Linked DNA regions of Arabidopsis thaliana: region 2 is linked to region 1. Evidence: chromatin contacts called from public capture Hi-C data. All regions are on one chromosome and are shown on one strand. The core of a region is the stretch at or near the end of the contact, and the rest is flanking DNA. Distances in the headings are between cores, read along the strand shown.

Region 1 (5,831 bases), core at 2,648-5,147:
TGCATTTAAGATGCATGCATACGTCGAATATAGTGTATGTATAATTACTACTATCCGTAGAATTGGTTCAAAGTATCTTACCAGGTGTAAGATTTGAAATAGAAAATTAATTAGTCTTATATACTTCCCAAAAAAAGTTACTCCAACGTAACTGATTAAAAAAATATTGTTTTAGCCCTACCAGATCTGTTTTATACAGTATATATATACTACAATATTCTGATTTTACTAGATCTATATATAGTATGCCCAAATACTATATATAATTCTCTCTTGTTTCTTAATGATACGGCCAAAACTCTTCTTTACCAATTTCAGTTTCTTCTATATGCAATTTTCTTTTGTCAATTCTGTTCATTTTTATAAAATGCATGCAAAGCCAAACCTAACTCAGAACATAAATTGACAATATTTTTGATCGAATAAATAGACACGTGACGGTGGAGATATTACAAGAACAAGACACCAAAATCTGAAACGTTGCCAATAAAAAAAAAAGTAATGACCGGTGATATCCGGTGGCTAAAGACAACAAATTGCACCTCTCTTTACCCTTCTCGACACACATTTCAACTCCTTAGAGCAACATGAATGGTGGTCTATCTTATGAGTCCCTAAAAACCAAAATAATAATAATATTTTAATGTTGTTATTATATTTTAGTTTTTTAATAGAGTTTGACTACTAAAAGAACTACACGTGTATATTTAGGGTTGAGACTGTCCTTTAAATAAGGTTTTTTGGATCTCTTCTCTCCTCTGTCCTTCTCTTTTTAATTATTTTTTTTTTATTTTTATTATAAGGGATTCATAAGAGAGACCACCATTACTGCTGGTCTTAGATTCTTCCGGATTTCTGTAAGTTTTTTAATCTTTTGTTTATTTTTAGACCAGAACCTGAAGAACTATTTCTATATACTGAATAACTCGCTTTAATCTATTGTAATAATTCTATAATTTTTAGGTATACATTTCAATGGATCAGTTACTCTTTTACCTAATCACTCTATTTATTTATTTCTGTCATAACACCTTTTTCAGTTTTGTTTTTTACTTTCTTCTTCTTTTGTCTGATTCCTACTATGGCCTTTCATCCTTTTTTTTTTTTTGGTTGTGGATCTGAATGAAAGTTGTTCTTTTTGGTTTGGTGAGTACTTTTACAAAAAATGACATCTGTGAAAACAGAACTGAAGACTTTCAAGAAAGTAAAGTGAACATAGACACTTTACTATATTCGGATATGTGTTGCATATAATCGCAGTTGTAAATTGTAATTTGTCGAGAATAATTATCAATGTAGACAGTAATTTGCTAGATCTTATTATGCTAAACATGCATGCAATTTGGCTTGTTACCTTTTCTTAGTCAAACTCACTGTTTCTTTAATCTTATATTTAGGAAAAAGTCATTAATTTGGCGGGAAATTGTTGTAAAATGGCAACAGGTGATTCCTTTTTTTTGTCCTTTGTTTTACTTAAAATCTTCAAAAATATTATGAATCATATGATCACTATTTCCTTACATATTTAATCATATGATCAGTTGATCGCTGTTAGACACCATATCGTTATTTGATTATTATTCTTTAGATTCTAGGAGCATTAATTATTTCAGAGGCAGCAGTCTGAACTCTGAGTAAGTTCAGTTTGAGGAAAGCAAAAAAGGAAATTTATTTTGAATAGAATTTTTTTAATATAGACATTTTTTATACACATATATAAGAAGCAATATAGAAGGAAGATGTATAAACTTTGAAGCGGGCCTATTGCTATATAAATATATTTTGGGTGAGCCCTAACCCTCTTTTGTTTTTTTTCTGGCAATGGAAATTAAATGTTTAATGTTAAAATGATATCATGTTTCCTCAACTCATTGATCTCTCCTCACTAATTTTTGCTAGGAATATATCTATATATTATATATATAATCATCACTGTCCATAGTAATTAAAAAAACATTTCTTCAAAAATAATGTGATATTCGAACATGTGTTGTAACTTTATCCATGTATTGTGGTTTTATTTGTTTGCATTTATATCATAGTAAATCTTTGAAATTATGATTTGCATGTTTTAAGCAAGACGTGATAGGTACTTTGTTTTGAAATTAAATAATATATTTTTTTTTTCTTGAAAGGTTTAGAGTTTTGTCTTACTGTTGGGATAGTAACTTACTAACTTATGCCTGATAGTAACTTATTCTCATTTTGAATTATATAAGAGGTTGAAAATGTTGAATGACTATTCATCTCAGTTTTTACCATTTGAAATGATCTGAATGATGTTTAACTTTTTTTTTGCAGATGAATGAGCTGAATGATGTTTAACTTTTTTTTTTTCAACTAAAAAAATTTCAATCATTCAACTATATTTCATCCATTTGAAGCAATAGTATAATATAGTTATCTACGTGAGATTTGTTTGTTCTTCAGTTAAAAATGTGGATTATTGGATATCTATATAATGATATTACGGATATCTATAAAGGTAATAATTCATCTTATAGAGTAGAATATTAAACCAAAATTATAAATTGAGAACCAAAACGAATGCCATAAATTCTATAATGTAAATGGGAACTTGAGTTTTTTTTTTCTTGTTGAAGAGGATGTATAGTGTGGTTAGTGTTAAATATTGACCGATTCTCTGTTACGGTGAATGTACAAAAAATTAGCTATACAGTATTTATTATGTACATATACATTAATATGAACGGTGTTATGGATGACACAAAGGCATGCGACTAAACAAAGACCTGGCTCCTAGCACAATACGAGCTTCTAGTGTGCCTAGGACATAAGTAATTGTATCTTTTAACTCTTAAATATTGTTTTATTTTTATTTATTCAAATCACTTAACAATACTATCTCACTTTGACGGGTGCGAAATCCAATTAATCGGTCAACAGATTTTAACTCGGGAAAGCCAAAACAAAATCCCACCCCAATTTTTCTCCATTTACTAATTTTCTTTTTACAGGAGAAAAATATTTATTAATAGGATGTTATTCCTTTTTTCTTCCGTCTCACTTATATTCAAATTATTTTGAACGAAGAGTGACTTTTACTCTTACCAAATGTGCTTTGTTGATATTTAATTAATTACGTCTGTTCATATAATATTGCATGTCCGTACACACATGCAATGAACTCGGGGATCTACAAATAAACTATAATTTAAGAGGATCGATCCAATTGTTGTTTTATGTATATTATCTTCATATCTTGGACTCTCTCAATGAGATTGCATGTATGTGAACACGTAGACGTATACGAATACGTAGCCGTGAGCGTACACATGTATATGGATATGTATGTACATGTGTATGTTAGTATGTAGAGATCAGAGGGAAGAAAATATGGTCAATGGTAAGAGATGATTTGCGGAGTGTGGGAATGCTGGGCTTAGGGGAGTCATTAATCGCATTAAACGAGGGACGTGAGTTCCAATAATCCAAGTGGGTAATTTAGAGAAAGAGGTGATTTTAATTTTTTGTTGGTTTAAACTTTAGAGAGAGAGAGGGAATTAGGGTTTGGACTTTTTCTAGTTGGAAGCGTAGATTTGTCTTATTTACGACACTCGTGTCCCTATTTATTTCAATATCATATACAGATCTGCCAAACAGATATTTTAAAGAAGTGCATTTGTATTCATTTTAGTCACTTTATGTGCCAACATTATTTTAAAGTCCATTCAATGTAGTATTATTTTATTTATAAATGTGGTTGTGCATAAAAATTCTACTTTATTTCTATATATACTTGCATCTTTTTAATGGTTGCTAAATTAATTTACATCAGTCCCTCCTTGATGAGATCATAAAAGGATTATTTAAAAACATTTAAAGCGAGCCATAGGTTTAACTTTAAAAAAACCTGTTTAGCTTCCTAAAAATTATCTTTAAGACTTTAACAGAAATCTTCTTCTCCTTTGTTTCAACCTTCAAGTTACGAGAGAGATATATATATATAGTTTTTACTTTCTAGAGAGAGAACGTAAGGCAAGGATTTTGTTTGCAGCCATACTTGGAGAAAGCAGAACTAGATCTCTTCCTCTTCTCAATCCTTGACAAGTAATACCTCTTCATGATTTCTCTTTACCAAACTTGCGTTTCTCAAATCTCTTGACTTATATATCTTGTGATACGTCTCTAATCATTTTTTTTTTCTTCCAATTCCTATCATTTCAGATCAAATTATATACCTCACTGGTTTAAGCTTTGATTCCAAGAAAAGGGAAATGAATTCTAACAACTGGCTCGCGTTCCCTCTATCACCAACTCACTCTTCTTTGCCGCCTCACATTCACTCTTCACAAAATTCTCATTTCAATCTAGGTTTGGTCAACGACAATATCGACAACCCTTTTCAAAACCAAGGTATGTGCACTCACATTTATGTATATGTATGTTCATATTCAAGGCCTTAATGCAATTCTTTTATTAAACATATACTATTTGCTATGTTAAAAGCTTTTAAAAACGAAGGGTTCAAATATTAAGACATGTAAAATCGAAAGCATCATTGCACATGTTTTAAGATTGTTATGTTCATATATTTTCTTGTTTTTTTTACAAATTTTTGTTTGTGTTTTCACCACAAAAATAATTAATTATATTCTTTCTAATTAGGATGGAATATGATCAATCCACATGGTGGAGGCGGCGAAGGTGGAGAGGTTCCAAAAGTGGCTGATTTCTTAGGAGTGAGCAAATCGGGGGATCATCACACCGATCACAACCTCGTACCTTATAACGACATTCATCAAACCAACGCCTCCGACTACTACTTTCAAACCAATAGCTTGTTACCTACAGTCGTCACTTGTGCCTCTAATGCTCCTAATAATTATGAGCTTCAAGAGAGTGCACACAATTTGCAATCTCTCACTCTCTCTATGGGAAGTACTGGAGCTGCCGCTGCAGAAGTCGCCACTGTGAAAGCCTCGCCGGCTGAGACTAGTGCCGATAATAGTAGCAGCACTACCAACACAAGTGGAGGAGCCATCGTTGAGGCTACACCGAGACGGACTTTGGAAACTTTTGGACAACGAACCTCTATCTATCGTGGAGTTACAAGGTGTTTAAGATGTCTCAATTTTTTCGCGTGACAATAATAAAATGCGTATATAAATTTGTTACTTAATTTTTTGGGGTGTTATATATAGACATAGATGGACCGGTAGATATGAAGCTCATCTTTGGGATAATAGCTGTAGAAGAGAAGGACAATCAAGGAAAGGAAGACAAGGTAAGTGTAGTCATTTATTTGATTGATTACTTCATTTTATTTCCTCTTTCGGTCTTGTCTCGATCGAAATCTTAATTTCGGACTAATTATGTTCCTCATCATTCTTATGTTTTCTTGATGTTTGTATCTTGGACTTCTTCGAAATCTCTACAGTCTACTTAGGTGAGTATAAATGATTCTTTCATTTTTCTTTTGTTATTGATTATAATTTGATTTAAAGTAATGTATATACTGAAGAATGGTTTGTTTAATCGGACTATGCACTCAGGTGGGTATGACAAAGAAGAGAAAGCAGCCAGAGCATATGATCTAGCTGCACTTAAATATTGGGGTCCCTCTACTACTACCAACTTTCCGGTAAGTTATTTCAAATTTTCATGAATATTTGTAATTGTAATAATTGTTGATAATATCGTTAGTTCCTCCGTAATTTTTATTTGATTGCGTATTTTAGATAACTAACTACGAGAAGGAAGTAGAGGAGATGAAAAACATGACGAGACAAGAGTTTGTGGCTTCTATAAGAAGGTGATTTTCCTTTTAATCGGACCTTGAATGTAAAACTTCAAATAGAAGCTAAGTA
Region 2 (6,424 bases), core at 2,025-4,524, 45 kb after region 1:
ATGAAATAAATATTTAATTTCTATGATTGAGATCATTTCAGAAATTACTTATAATAATAGTAGATATCAGTGATAGACATTCTAATCGTAATACTATTGATACTCTCTTTCGACCATTTGCATTTGCATTAATGTATGGATCAAGGCAGTTTTCAAGTAATTCATATATTTTACAAGGTTATTTCAGAGGATATGAAGACACTGAAGGGAACAATAACAGACCATGGTTTTGGAAGAAAGCTTTAACGTCTGTTCCAACAAATTATGGTTTGTCTCTTTCATCTGTTCTCGGTATAGTCAGAACAGAACTTGTTTCTTAAGAACAAGAAACCTTCTAAACGAGCAGAGAGCTAATGAGGATTTGTTGTTCCTCTTTAGTGACAGAAGCGAAATTGATGAAAACCAAGCTGATGACAGTGAAACTCAATCACTTGGACCTGAGATTACTTGGAACCAGTGCTACACTTTACCAAGGCACGTTTTTGTATACATATGGTTGAACCATTCAGTTACAAAAAGAATTAAGACAATGCGTAGCCTCTGTCTGTATAACACTACACCTTATGATACAGCATTTCATCAAATGCTGAAGCTTAAAGCCTCTCAGCTAAAGCCTCGGACCTACAGAGTTTGTGAGAGCACTGGCTTCTCTTATGCGTTGACTAGTTTTTGCTCTGCACTGGCTTCTCCTGTATCAGCCTCAACAGATGACATAGTAGGCATTGTCATGATTTTGACAGGTTTCCCGAGTTTGGTTTTATCTTCCAATGCTGCGAGTTGAAGGGCTTTTGCACAGACCGGGAAACACTGATCATCCCATGACTCCAGAATTACGCCTGAACCAATGCAAGTGGTTCCCTCGTAAAACGCTGCAAACTGTCCAGCAGCTAGACCTTGATCGTCTTCGTCTAGGTGCACAACTGCAACATCTCCGTCTCCTTCCATTTCAAAACTGCAGCTGTAGAAGCCAGGCCCATGTCGGACCTATAAAAGCCGCTCTCAACTTATCAGTGCCAAGTAAACTATCATGTGTAGAAAGTAATCATATTGTTTACCTTGCAACGGAGCTCTCTAACTTTGCCTGAAGGTTTCCCACTATTCCATCTTAAGGAGCCGACACGGAAAATCCGCCTTCTCTTGTCGATTGAGTAATAATTTCTGGAGACAAACACTACATTGTTCTTGGTGTCCTTTTCAACAACATACCTGTACATGGATAAAGGGATATCACAACCAAAATTAAAGATCCAAAAGAATTTATACTTGGCGTTCAGCCAAATTGTCTTCTCAACACTAATGAAGTGTTCATATATTAAGAACCAGAAGCTGCTTATAATTGTCATATGAGCCAATTGCTGGTATCTCAACCAACGACAAAAATAGCTAAGAATCTCATACATCTTTTAAGAAACATACCAGGGGCCACCGGGTAAACGCAAGCCTTGGCGTTGTCCAATTGTGTAAAACCAAAATCCCCGGTGGTTACCAAGAAAATCCCCAGATTCGGCTTCCAATATAATTCCTTCCATCTCCCCTATGTGTCTACAGACAAAGTCGCTGAACTTTATCTATTACAGAAAACCATGTTCTTATGTTTCAGACTTGCACTAGACAAACAGCCATTAATCAGAAGAGCAAACTAAAAAACATACCTTCCCAAGGAAACAAATTCCTTGCGAATCCTTTCTATCTTTATTTGGCAAATCGAATTGTGTGGCTAGTTTGCGAACTTCGTCCTGTACACCAGAAAAAAAGTATGACAACCACCACGAAGAAATCAAAATGTTTTCGTTATTAATTTTCTTTCGGAATCGAGCAGAGGTATGGGAATAAAAGCTCTCCCAACCAAGTGGGACAAACTTCCTCGAGTACCTTTTTTACACAACCAAGTGGGAAAAGCAGTCGCTTAAGCTGGGTTTGAGAGAGATGTGAGAGGAAGTAGGTCTGATCCTTCACCTAAACAATAGAAAAATACAGACTATAAATGGTAGAGGTACTGAAATTAAAAGAAATGCACCTACGAAGCATTATAGCCAAAAACAATAGGTACAATGCAAACATTAAACATGCTGATCAGAAATAACCGGCAGATTAAGTCAAGAGTATTTTACTGGAGTAAGTACCATGTCTTGTGATAGTTCCAAAACAGATGATGCATCATTTTGGTCAGCAGGAGGATGGACCACTTTAGCATAATGACCTGAACCTACATAGTCATACTCCATATCACTGATTGCATCCATGAATGCACCTGAATATATAAGGTCAAACTATCGCTGATTAGTCAAATTAGCATATACACTTCAACTGAAAGCAGAAGTCTTTCTTCATTGGCGAAAACCCTTGATCACAAACTATTGCACTTAAGAGCTTACCAAACTTAATTCTAGTATTACATAGAACATCCGGATTAGGTGTACGTCCACATCGATACTCCTCAATAATGTAGGAAACCTGATATATAGTAAGAAACCCAATCAGAAACCCAATTACTAGCATTCTAAAAAGAAGCAACGAAGAAAGAACTTACAACTCTTTCCCAATATTCATCTGTTAAATGCACAACCTCCAAAGGAACATCAACCTGTAAAAATGGCACCACTAGAAACAGTAAACATCGTCCCTTCATTGTAAAAGTATACAAAGCATGAAGCTTTTGAAACAGGAATCGAAATGGTTTATCAAGAACAGTACCTGCTCACAAACATGTTTTGCATATTTCAAATCATCTTCCCAAGGGCACTGATTCCAGAAATTCTCAAAGCCTTCCTACACAACATTGAAACAATCACAAACCCATATGTCTATGGTTCCAACAAGCAATTACGAAGAAGAAGAAGAAGCACACCTGAAACCAGATTTTGAGATAGAAAGCGGTACATGAGTGACCAGCGGCGTGGAGGAGACGGAGAGCGACACTGCTATCGACGCCGCCACTGAGGAGTACGGCGACACGAAGAGGCTTCTCAGGCATGGAACATGAGAGGTATTGGTCGACGATAAAGGCATGGCGGCTATAGTTACGGTTCGAGGATATGAGAGGCGTGATTGGGTTAGAAGATTGTGGAGACGGCAATTGAGAGGAAGAGGAGGAGGAGAAGAATGAGGGGAAAACGCGGAAGGAAATTGAGATAGAGGAAAGAGGAAGGCGAAATAGCGGTGGTGAGGGAGAGAGGAAGGGTTTGGCGACGGCGGAGAACATCGGAATTCGCCGGCGATTGAACCTTCGGGTAAAACCGGAGGGTTTATCTTATCTGCACTGTTTTGCTTTATAAGACAAAAACCTCGAAATGACATTTTTATGTTATCATTTGGTTCGGTTAACCAAAATGAACCGAGCCGCTTGCTTCGGTTACCAGACGATGCCACCAAAATTAGCCGAATAGTTCTGTTTGCTTGGGTTGGCTTTCGGTTTATTTTGGTTAATAAAGTACCGAATTCGGTGGTGGTTTGTGCCAATCGGTTTGAACAAAAACTGCATGCTTAATGTTAATTTGCTCCATAGAATCAATGAATTAGTATTTCCCTCAAATGGTAACTATTCTGTTATAGACTTATACTAAACATTGAGAAAATTACATTTTAACCTTCAAAATATTATTAGGTAGCACTTTAAATTTTGAAAATTTTTCACTAACATTATAAACCACCAAAAAATAATTTACGAATAATTTAAACCTTCAAATTAGCTTTTCTGTTTGCACCGTCATAAATATGACGGAGTAATCCATTTTTGTTTGTTTATTATAAATTTGTTTAATCTAATGTTGAGTGGCATATATGGAGAATGAAGTTTGGAATATGAACTTGCAAATCAAAACAAATATATTAAATTAAAATTAAGAAATCAAAGAACAAACTGTTAAATAGTATAAGCATTTGCTGCGTATAATCCGAAGCAAACAAATTTTTAAATTTATCAGGCTCATTTTTATTGACGGCATACAGCGTGACAGTCTCATGAATACTTGCATCAATAACACCCAAGTGGTTGTTTTTAACAAATCATCCTAAACACATTATATAGTGCCTTGTAAGCATCTGGTTGAATAACTACCACGAGCCAAAGTTTATTCATGGTTCTAACTCTGTAAGTGATTTAATTTTCAATCACTTATCAATTTTAAGTTTTAAAAAGATTTGAATATTCACTTTATACTCTATTTATCCGAAGCAAACAATAAATGAAATTAAAAACTTTTGTGGCACATGAACACTAATCTACAATCAAAACGCGAAATGGTAACAGAAGAACCGGCAAAATTGAATCAAATCGTGAAGAAATCAATATTCATTCTAATCAAGAATCTAAAAGTCGAAAAGTTTACCTTTGATCCAAATTAAACAACAGAGGTTCAGTAGAGATTGGGAGATAGAGAGAGACAACAAAGATCAAAGAAATCAAAGTGTAAGTTGAATACAAATCTGGTTTATCATTGTTTATCTCTCTGGCATATATTTCAATGAAATATGGAATAAGAACCTGCAAATACAAATAAAGTGTAAAATTAAAAGTCAAGAAGACTAAGAACAAATCGTAAAATAGAAAATTGGATGCAATTAGAAAATTTCGAATCCATAATTTGTATATTGAAAGATTTTGATATAGAAGTAGTGATTGCTATTAGAAGAAAGATGCTATTGATTAACTCCAAAATCTGAATATGTAAGAAATTTTTTAAAAAACATCTGATTAGAGAAGGAGGAAATATAAATTTGAAAGGAAGAAATTTGAAAGCTTTTTGTATAAGGCCATGTCGTTGTTCCATCGAGATCGTGGGAGAATAGGGGGTTGCAGTTTTATCCAAAAAATAGAAGCCTTTCTCGTAAAAAATTTTATATTAAAACATTAAAATAATTTTCATCATCTAGACATTAAGACCTTTTTATATTAGGCCACATGAGCTGCGAAATATGATGGAAAAATGAGCTATGTGACCAAGGCATACGAAATTGTTGTTGATCATATAACAATTGTGTCATTTGCTATTGCCCATGGATCAAAACCTGGTAAAGTCATTAATTCTTTCAAAAGCTGTATGATTTTCTCTCGCAAGATGATTCACTAACATAAGTTATGTATAAGTGAAGAAAGTAGTGGTATGTTTTCCAACGTCTATTCCAACGTCCAGTTCGTTATGGAATGGAATATTTAGAAGCCAAACAAGGTGTTTTCAGTGGGTAAGTCAAATAGAAGATTATTTATCGCATTCTCATTTTCAATATAGATTTTGTCTTTCAATAGAATCTGACACTGTTTTTCAATATAGACTTGTAAAATTTGTTGTTCGGGTGATGGGCGATGTCCTCACACAGCTGAAGGAACATGAAGAACATATCACCCAAATTTTAAGAATCGATGAATTAGGCTTCCGCAACACCAAGGTGAGTACTGAATTTTAAATTCTGATAGAGGAAAAAAAACGGGTTCTTTTATTTGAAACTTACGTAATGCTTTCCTTCCTTTTTTTATATCTGACACTTGGGTTTCTATTTGTTAATGAAGCAATATGTGCTCAACTTTAACGACTCTAAGAAGCCTGATTCACACATATCCACAGCTCTGATCGAGATACTGAAGGTATGTTACTCTTGTATATTGTTTTCTGAAGCTATGGTACTCTATAATATTTATAATATTTAAAATTCTTCTAAAGTTAAAATATTTATAATATTTGAAACTTCATAAAAGTCTTAATATTATAAATATTTTCAACTTTTTATGAAGTGTATTCTTTAGAAGTTTTAATTATATTAGCTAAAGCCTTATGGACACTTTAGCAATAACAAATGAGTACGATCAAAGCTTTTGTTCACTAAAGGGTTTAGACAGTTTATTGTAAATTCGGTAGGTTTTATATGATGCACTAGTTTGCTCGTTTCATATATATGTGGTTTATCCTGGTAGCTAGTGATTTTACCAGCTTAAATAACTAATGTAGTGCATTGTGCAATTTATGGGTAGTAGAACTGTTATACTCTTCAATTTATGGCATCTACTTTATCTCTTTTAATGCATGCTTCAATAACACCCAATAAATAAATGAATTTGAAAAAACAAATGGTGGAAGCTATTTGACAAAAACAAATTATCTTAAGATGCATGCTTCGCTTAAGATGAAGTACGTAGAAGTAAAATTCGAGTTTATTATGATGAACTAGCTGATAGTTAAGTTGTAGCAAAATTTTATGGGTAAGATGTAAAAAAAAATTCTTTCTAAATACTAAATTGAATATAGAAAAAGTGTTTGAATTACTATTTCAAATTCAAATATCATCAATAAGATTGTATATAGAATTACAATGTATATAACATAGAATACATAAGACTCAAATTTTGTTCAAAACCAAAATTATTACATTAAATATCGAAAAATGTGTAGCTTACCATTTTACTATTCAAAATCAAATTCTGTCAAAAAAA

Evidence for each region. Capture Hi-C pulls out chosen DNA fragments and counts their contacts.
Region 2: a capture Hi-C map of shoot shows a contact between it and region 1, with 2.4 times the contacts expected there. A contact is called at or near these places in 3 of 3 other capture datasets (root, seedling and shoot).

The regions. Positions count from the first base shown.
Region 1 is chr1:18,973,279-18,979,109 of TAIR10.1, forward strand. PLT2 (Integrase-type DNA-binding superfamily protein) reads left to right here and starts at 3,898. Exons shown (of 9, transcript NM_103997.4): 1 at 3,898-4,071; 2 at 4,189-4,377; 3 at 4,630-5,077; 4 at 5,166-5,248; 5 at 5,402-5,410; 6 at 5,517-5,605; 7 at 5,703-5,776. The coding sequence starts at 4,239.
Region 2 is chr1:19,018,534-19,024,957 of TAIR10.1, forward strand. AT1G51310 (tRNA (5-methylaminomethyl-2-thiouridylate)-methyltransferase) reads right to left here and starts at 3,275. Exons shown (of 10, transcript NM_104009.3): 1 at 2,849-3,275; 2 at 2,695-2,769; 3 at 2,531-2,584; 4 at 2,376-2,454; 5 at 2,124-2,251; 6 at 1,873-1,956; 7 at 1,653-1,736; 8 at 1,417-1,568; 9 at 1,056-1,206; 10 at 408-984. The coding sequence starts at 3,202. The coding sequence ends at 652.